Linked DNA regions of Sus scrofa: region 2 is linked to region 1. The links are chromatin contacts, called in public HiChIP or PLAC-seq maps. All regions are on one chromosome and are shown on one strand. The core of a region is the stretch at or near the end of the contact, and the rest is flanking DNA. Distances in the headings are between cores, read along the strand shown.

The links. HiChIP or PLAC-seq counts read pairs in DNA pulled down with a chosen protein or histone mark.
Region 2: a contact with region 1 is called in an H3K27ac HiChIP or PLAC-seq map of alveolar macrophages. The contact joins two enhancer-like sites. A contact is called at or near these places in 1 of 5 promoter capture datasets (liver), 1 of 47 Hi-C or Micro-C datasets (embryonic fibroblasts) and 1 of 2 datasets of contacts at active chromatin or transcription factors (alveolar macrophages).

What each region holds. Positions count from the first base shown.
Region 1 is chr7:53,244,092-53,248,821 of Sscrofa11.1, reverse strand. CRTC3 (CREB-regulated transcription coactivator 3) reads right to left here. Exons shown (of 15, transcript XM_021098912.1): 11 at 3,951-4,249. Among named protein-coding and RNA genes, the nearest start is that of BLM, 97 kb to the left of the region's middle. Within about 2 kb of position 2,906, at least 7 of the 83 cell types and tissues checked have an H3K27ac peak or open chromatin away from gene starts, as enhancers often do. A contact at or near this core is called in alveolar macrophages and embryonic fibroblasts, where this site is marked.
Region 2 is chr7:53,421,961-53,426,123 of Sscrofa11.1, reverse strand. No RefSeq gene overlaps it. Among named protein-coding and RNA genes, the nearest start is that of FURIN, 32 kb to the left of the region's middle. Within about 2 kb of position 1,878, at least 16 of the 83 cell types and tissues checked have an H3K27ac peak or open chromatin away from gene starts, as enhancers often do. A contact at or near this core is called in alveolar macrophages and embryonic fibroblasts, where this site is marked.

The DNA.
Region 1 (4,730 bases), core at 1,657-4,156:
CCTGAAACAACACTAAACAACAATAAACATTAATAAACAACGCTAAAACAATAACAAACAACACGAGGATGAAGATAATAGGAGAGAAGAAAATGGCAACAAAATTTGGAAAATGAAAAGCAGATGGCCGCGCAGTAGCTGGCTGAGCAGAGCTGAGAGAGCCAAATGCTTTGCTGGCAGCGGGGACAAGCAAGAGGCAATCTGACTTACATCATCACAGAATCCCTAACAGGGTCTGGAACTGAGGCAACGGGCTGCAGCAGGTGAAGGTGGAGCTAAGCCAGAAGGCTCTCGACAAAGTTTAGGTGGGCAGCAGGCAGACTCCAGGAGCCCTTGCCTGGATGGAGACTGAGGGCTATCTCTAGACAGGGCAGCTCAGGATCTCTGGACGAGGTGCGCCAGGCCCTAGGAGGCGAGGCGCTACTGAAAACACTGGGTTCAGGAGGACGTTCACCATCGAATCCTGTGTCCTCCACCTCTTTCCCAGCTCAGCCCTCCGAGAGCTGGAATCCTGGCACAGACCAGGTGCAAGGTCAGGATGGTACCCTATGGGGATCTGACCAGCCTAGGAGAAAATTGCATTTCCCCAAGGAAATGGCTGAGCTAGATCACTCTGCAGTGAAGACCAGACACAACAAGCCCACCCGGCCACGCAGAGCTTCCAGTCAGTTTTGGTGTGTGTGTGTCCTGTTCTTAAATATGAGCAGAGTGACAAGGATCACCAGACCATGAGGAAAGCATCTGAATGAAAGCCAGGGACCGAAGACAGAGAAAAGAAACTTGGAGAAATCTAGGGAGGGAGTAGCGGTCATGAAAAACAAAATTGTCATTATAATATTTAGGGCTATTAAAAAACCTTTATCTGTTAAAAAAAAAAAAAAAAAAAAAAGGAGTTCCTGTCATGGCTCAGCAGAAACAAATCTGACTAGTATTCATGAGGATGCAGGTTTGATCCCTGGCCTGGCTCAGTGAGTTAAGGATCCGGTGTTGCTGTGAGCTGTGGTGTAGGTCGCAGACATGGCTCGGATCCTGTGTTGCTGTGGCTGTGATGTGGGCCGGCAGCTACAGCTCCAATTCGACCCCTAGCCTGAGAACCTCCATATGTTGTGGGTGCAGTCCTAAACACACATACACACACACACTCTTATCTGTTATAAATACATGTTAAAACACTTGTAATATGTACCTCTATATGCATTTTTTTAAAGTAGGGATATGGATAAAACAAGATTACAAAAATGTTCGTAATTATTGAGGGTGGATGGTGGGTATGGAAGAATTCATTATATTATGTTCTCTACTTCTAATGCAATTTGGAAAAATCTCTATAACAAAAAATAAAGGAAACTGAAACAAAAATTACCACTAAAAATCCCAGAAAGATCAAAGATGATATTGCATCTATGGAGTAAGTTTTATGCTATAAAAAAGGAATATTCAGAGAATAACAACAACAAAACATTCTTGGCAATTTAAAAGTATGAGAGCAGAAATGAGACCCTCAGCATAAGGGTTGAAGATAATGCTGAGAAACGTCCAGAAAGCCGGGGGAAAAAAAGAGATAGAAAAGAAGGGAGGAAAAAATAAAAAAATGAGAAAAAAAGTAGCTGTCCAATACTAATACATTCAAGAGAGAACAGGGGAAACTGAGGAGAAGAAATCATCAAAGAAATAATTAAGGAAAATTTCCCAGAAATGAGGGAAATGAATTTCCAGGTTGAAGAAATCCATCAAATAGTCAGATTCTTATCAAGCCACATCATCTTGAAGTTTCATAACAGCAGGAACAAAAAGATCCTACAAGCTTGAGGAAGAAAAGGAGTTTTCACTCCAAGTATTAATCAGAATGGCACTGGATTTCTCAACGACTCTAGAAACAAAAGGTAATGGATTAATACCTTCAAAATTTCCAGAGAAATTATTGCGATTTTGAATTCTATACTTGGTCAATTATTAGCTAAATGGTGCGCAGAAGGAAGATCCATTTAAGTCATGCCAGGTCACATGTACTCTTATAAAGCTGTCGGCAGATTTGTTTTTAACTGTATTGAGAGATCGACCCAATCCCGAGAGTTTAGGACTGAGTAAGTAATACACACAGAGTAAAACCAGACTAAGAAACAAGTAAGACGTTTATTAACTCCCAGGAGAAAAAGATGTTCGTTTTGTTATTTCATAGTAAACACTATAATTCAACTCTGATTGCATTATTATAACCATGAAAACACTGAGCACTGCTCTAACCAAAACTGTACTGAACCACACTGTTAAGCTGAGGAGAGTGAGAAGGAAATATGCATGGGGGGTGGGGGGAGGTGTTGCCGGGTAAGAGGGCTGGGAGAGTTGAAAGAGAACTAAATCCTAATCTTTCATGTCGGATGTCATTCAATAATACCTAATACTAAAAATCTAGAACAAAATAAGCATGAAATAACACTGTTATACCAAAGAGATTGGCTAAAATAGTGGAAAGCAGCCATCTCCAGGCACTGAGAAATATGGCTGTGAGGAAGGGAAGACACTGTTATTTCATAACAAGCCCTTTAGAACTATTGGGACTTTTTAAACTATGTGCACAAGTAATGTGACATTGATTTAAAAAAAAAATCTAAATATTAAGCAAAAAATGAAAACATCTGAAAAAGGATGCTCTCTATCCCTACAGTCTCCTTAAAATGTAGCTAGAAAGCAAAAGTAATATTTTTATATCCTATAAAATAATCTGCAATGTAGAATTAAAGGCAATCCAATAATAGAAAAAGAACCATTAAAAAAAAAAAAAGATTATGAAATATCCTCTTACCCTCTCCCGAAAGGGATTACTCATATAATGAAGCTCTCGTAGTTCATAATTGGTAAAGAATGACTAATAACTGGATCTGCTAACTCCTTCCGTTGTGTTCTGTCAGCTCTTTCGTGCTAAATCATTACTCATTTATAGTGAAGTGGTGAGTAAGCTATGTTATAATGTATCTAGGGAGTGACCAACAGGTTAAAAACATATTCATTGATGACCGTGGTAAGGAGAACCACCCTAAGATCTTAGAATAAAAACAAAGTCAACAAGTCAAAATATGATGTTTCCACCCTAAATTTCTGTAACAGTCTTCAAAATGTACCTCTTTCTAAACAGACTTCTTCAGGTTCTTTTATACATATATAATCCCTATTGTACCTAGTGTTTCAGCAACAATAGAAGCATCCTTTCTTTCTCTCTCTCTCTCTTTTTTTTTTTGGCTGCACTTGCAGCGTGCAGAAATCCCAGGGCCATGAATTGAACCCATGCCACAGCAGCAACCCCAGCCATAGCTTGGACAGCACAAGTGCCAGGTCCTTAACCTGCTGAGCCACCAGGGAACTCCAGAGGCACTGTTTCTTCAATCTGTCATCATACTTAGGGAGGAGGTCTAATCCAATATCAAAGCCTCAGGAAGGTACTTAAATGTCTTCCTCAGCTTTCCTTTATGGCTTAAAGTACTCATAGAGTCCTTTTTTTTTTTGGCTGCACCTGCAGCATATGGAAGTTCCCAGGCCAGGAATCAAATCTGAGCTGCAGCTGCAACCTACACCACAGCTGTGGCAACACCAGGTCCTTAACCCACTGAGCTACAGTGGGAACCCCCCCTTTTTTTCAGAGAGTCAATTATTGATTTTCCACACCAAATTTAAAATCCCAGCTATCTTAGACTTACCTGGACTATATCCTCTACACCCTACCCTTTCTTCTAACCCCCAACTTCATGAGTTAATACTGCAAACTGTTCAGTGTTTGCCTAAGAGCAATCAATACAACAAATCTGCTATCAGAAAAGCATTAGTGCATCCTGAATTCTTTAATTTTACATAGAAGTGAGAACTGACTGCATTGGAGACCTTGTGGACAATGGCTGGTGTGAGGACCCAGGCCAATTCCTATATGCTTCAGTCAGTTTCAGTTTGTTTGCTTTTACCTGTGAGGCAGGATATGGGTTCAGTGGGCTGGTTGAAGAGAGCTGTCTGCTGAAACCTTGATGTGCTTCAGGGCCAGGAGAAAGTGTGAGGGGGCTGACAGGAGGCTGCCTACGCCGAGAGGGGCCGCTCAGGTTTGTGGTGGAAAGAGATGGGTTGCTGAGGGAGAAGAGGCGGAGTGAAGGGTGAAGGGCAGAGGCGCTGGGAGCGGATGCCTGTGGGTGGCTATTGAGGGAAGAGGAAAGCGCTGTCTTATTGAGCGTGGCCTGGATGGAAGGGTTGCTTCGAGAACTCTGGAGACCTAGAAAACAGAACAATTCACAAGTTACTTGTCATAATTTCAGGCCGAATCTTTTGTTTTCCAAAGATTAAAGAAAACTTAGCTCCCTACTGTTTGTATTTGATGATTATTCTGTGTGAGAAGGAGCTCTGGGCAGCTCTCCAATGAAAATGGTACCAAGAGCAAGGAAAAGACACACTCAGACTAAGAAGTGCCATCAGGATGAGACAGATAAGATCCTGTGCATACAACCGCTGGGAGGGCAGGACTAGGTAAGCAGGGGGAGGCACTGCTCCAACCCAAGGAATAGGCCTCAGGAATTGTATAAGCAATTCTGTGTAGGGCCCTGAATGCATCTGTTCCAGGTGCACAGCCAGGACCCTCTGCCACCTTTGGAAAATACCCTTTTACTGAGAGTGGTGGCTCTTAGGGAGCTGCCTCAGTGGGCTCTTTAAATACCCTCAGCTCAGGAGAATCACAGGAAGGGACACTGACCCATGTC
Region 2 (4,163 bases), core at 629-3,128, 180 kb before region 1:
ACCCAAAGCATATGGAGGTTCTCAGGCTACAGGTCAAATGGAGCTGTAGCCGCCGGCCTACACCACAGACACAGCAATGTAGGATCCGAGCCTCGTCTTCGACCTACACCACAGCTCACGGCAACACCGGATCCTTAACCCATTGAGCGAGGCCAGGGATAGAACCTGCAACCTCATGGTTCCTAGTCGGATTCATTTCCACTGCACCACGACAGGAACTCCTATCTCTAAATATTGTTTTGCTTTACCTGTTGGATAATCTACTTCAGGGACTCCCACCCTCTTAGGCTGGAAGGTCGGGGTTCCATAATGATCATCTCTCTAATCGTTTGAATTTATGGGTCTTCTCTCTCTGAAGTGTGTCATGAGGCCGTTTTTTAGATGTGCAGTGGTCCTGCTCGGATCCTCAGTGGGCCGCCTCCTCTCCTCAAGCTCTTTTTGCATCTCCTGATGCTATTTTATTTTTTTATTTTAATTTTTATTTTATTTATTTATTTTTTTAATCCTGATGCTATTTTAAAGTTATCTCTTCTTTGTGCCTTTTTTTTTTTTTTTTTTTTTTTTTTTTTTTGCATTTTAGGTCCAGACCAAAGGCATGTGGAGGTTCCCAGGCTAGGGGTGGAATCAGAATTGCAGCTGCCAGCCTATACCACAGTCACCACAATGCCAGACCCTTAACCCACTGAGTGAGGCCAGGGATTGAACCCTCATCCTCATGGATACTAGTCATGTTCGTTTCCACTGTGCCACAACGGGGAATGCCTATTTTTTTTTTTTTTTTTTCATAACCAACTCATATTCTCATTAGCTTTTCTCTGTTCTGAAGCTTTTTTTTTTTTTTTTTTTTTTCTGGTCTTTTTAGGGCTGCATCCATGGCATATGGAGGTCCCCAGGCTAGGAGTCAAATCAGAGCTGTAGCCGCCGGCCTACACCACAGCTCACAGCAATGCCAGATCCTCAACCCACTGAGCGAGGCCAGGGATGGAACCTGTGTCCTCATGGATGCTGCTCAGATTCGTTTCTGCCGAGCCATGATGGGAACTCCTGTCCTGAAGCTATTAGTTTCAGGGAAGCTGCCTCTGATCCTTGGCCCCATCCCCTTCCAGCCACGCCCTCCAGTGATTGCCAGCCTCTTCATGGCAGTTGGCAGAGTAGCCTTGGGTGTTCTTTTCACCTTGCTCAGTTAACTCGAGCATCTCCTGCAGACCCTCTACTTCTCACAGGGGAACCAGGCTGCCTTCCCTTGGAGGGACAGTTGGGAGAGCTGTGTGGTTTTCAACCTGCTTTTCAGGAGCTCAAATGTGCAGGGGTGGGCGGGGAGACTTCCCCCACGGAGGCCACTCTTGCTGAGGGTGCAGGCCTTCCGTTTCCTGCTGCCTCTTACACACCCTGCACCCCAGCCCCCTCTGCCTGGCCAGGACTGTGTCCTGCTCCCATGTCCCTGGCCGCTCAGGATCCATGAGGGCAGAGGGCACCAAAGGCCACCGCTGTGGAGATTGTCTGCTCAGTGTGTTGGCTCATTTTCTTTATAAACAAGTTGCCACTGTGCTATTACTCATCTTGTCAAGTACTGGGGTAGCGAGAGTCTAGGTTCTCCTGCCCTTTAAAGTCTGACCTCCTAGGCAGCTTTTTCTTCTTCTTTTTTTTTTTTTTTTTTGGCCATGCACATGGGATGCAGAAGCTCCTGGGCCAGGGATCAAATCTGAGCCACAGCAGCAACCCAAGCCACAGCAATGACATCGCCAGATCCTTAACCTACTGGGCCAATGGGGACTCCCCAGGCGGCCTCTTAAAAATGCAAATCTCTAAGTCCTGCCCACCCAGAGGCCCAGAGGCCCAGAGACTCTGATTCTGTGGGTCTGGGTAGGACCTGTTCCTCCCCACCCCAAGCGACGTGGGTGTCCAGGCCAGAGCTGAGGACTGCTGAGTCACCCATCGGGACCATGTGCATTTTTGTCAAATTAAAGGAATGCGGCTCTGATTACATAAGATCACATGGTGATGAACATTTCACAGTTTTGGAATGTCCCAGTAGGTGGGCAGACTGGATCATTCATTCTATTGGTAAAGCCTGAGGCCCAGAGAGGGGAAGTGACTTGCCCAAGGTCACACAGCAAGTCAGCAACAGGTTTAAAGGACTGAACAGACAGGTTTGAAGAACAGGAAATGCCAACCCCAGATCTGGGGCCTCCGGATCAGGGTAGCCCATCTCCAAGGGCAAGAAGGTCTTTGCCAGTGGCATGAGCAGCCTCCTTGAGGAGGGGGTATGACTGTGGCTCTTCCCCTGGGGAACTTTGACCAGGAGTGTCTTGAGGGGAGGGTGGCCACAGGAGGCACAGCACCAATCCCAGCCTGCCAGAAGGAGTGACCGCATAGCCCCTCATGCCTGCCTCACCCTACTCTTCCACTTCCCAGAAATCAGGCTCTCGGCATGAGCCCAGGACCTGGCAAGGAAACAGAATCAGAACAGGTGGAGAACCTGGGATTAGCACTGGGCTGGGCCTTTCTGCCCCAAGCAGTTTAGGCCAGGACTGGGTGGTGCGGCTTGACATTCCATCAGGAGGACAGGCTGGGACCCTTGGGCTGTCCTGGGTATTGTCAGCCCCTGGCCTGTTCTCATCTTGCCCCACCAGCCAGGTGACATCAGGCCAGAGAATGAGGGCCTGGCCCTGACTGGTTTCAGGCTCAGCTGCCTCTGGGAGCAACAGGACCCTCTCTCAGATTGTGGGGAGGGTTGATTCCTGCAGAAGCAGGGGCTCTTGGTAGCGAAGCTCAAAATGGATCCAATCCACAAGGAAACAAGAAATATTCTGTTGGAGTATTTTTGTGAGGAGATGGGGAAAAGGAACCTGATTGTTCCATAGAGCTGCAATTTATTACTATTATTATTATTTTGTTTTTTAGGGCCACACCCACCGCATATGGAAATTCCTAGGCTAGGGGTCGAATCAGAGCTGTAGCTGCCCGCCGACACCACAGCAACACCAGATCTTAGCTGTGTCTTCGACCTACACCACAGCTCACGGCAGCGCCAGATCCTTCACCCACTGAGTGAGGCTAGGGATCGAATCTGCCTCCTCATGGATACTAACTAGTTGGGTTTGTTACCGCTGAGCCACGGCAGAAACTCCTAGAGCTGCAACTTAATTTCTCCCCTGGACGCTTCTGATCTTTCCTTGCTGAACCCCCGCCTCCTCCTCTCCCAGCCCTGACCTGGAGTGCGTCTCCGGGAGTGTGTGAATCATGACGGTGGCTGGGTGGCTGCCCAGTGCCTGCCACACACTGGGAGGTACAGGAAACACGCCGGTGGCAGGACCATCCGGACCCTAGTGGACACAGGAGTGCCCAGGGAGGAAGCACCAACTCGGGATTCAGACCCAGACCGCCCAGGCCGCAGCTGCTGCTGAGGCAACCTTGAACACATGGCCACAGTCACGGGCTACTTGGCTCTTGACAGCAAGCCAGGGAGGGGACAGGCCAGGAAGCTACCACCAACCACAGAATCCCGTTTTTCAGATGAAGAAGCAGGGCTAAGGGAAGTGCAGAGCTCGTGGGGCTTTCGCTCCCTGGAGCCCGGGCTTACCTGGTTCGGTTCTGTAGCTCTGTCCACTGTTACAGTCTGAGCAGCACCACCGACTCCGTACGCCCCTCCACGCCCCATCCCTCGGCTGCCCCGGCCACCCCGCGGAGCGCCACTGGCTTCGTCTGCGGTGGAGCCTCTGACTCCATCTTCCCGGAGGCTGATCTCGCGAGAACGTAGGCAGGTGCCATCACGACTGTCTTCAGACTTGGTTGCCTGGGGTTTTACCCTTCCTAGTTTGCTCTCACCATTTTAGGGTGGTTCTCTCCTCACCTTGGAGAAGGCTTACCTCTCAGGGAAGGAGATGCAGATCTGGACTGCTCCCATCTTTTTTTTTTTTTTTTTTTTTTTTTTGGTTTTTGCCATTTCTTGGGCCGCTCCCGCGGCATATGGAGGTTCCCAGGCTAGGGGTCGAATCGGAGCTGTAGCCGCTGGTCTACGCCAGAGCCACAGCAACGCCAGATCCGAGCCTTGTCTGCAACCTACACCACAGCTCACGGCAACGCCAGATCCTTAACCCACTGAGCAAGGCCAGGGATTGAGCCCGCAACCTCATGGTTCCTAGTCAGATTTGTTAACCACT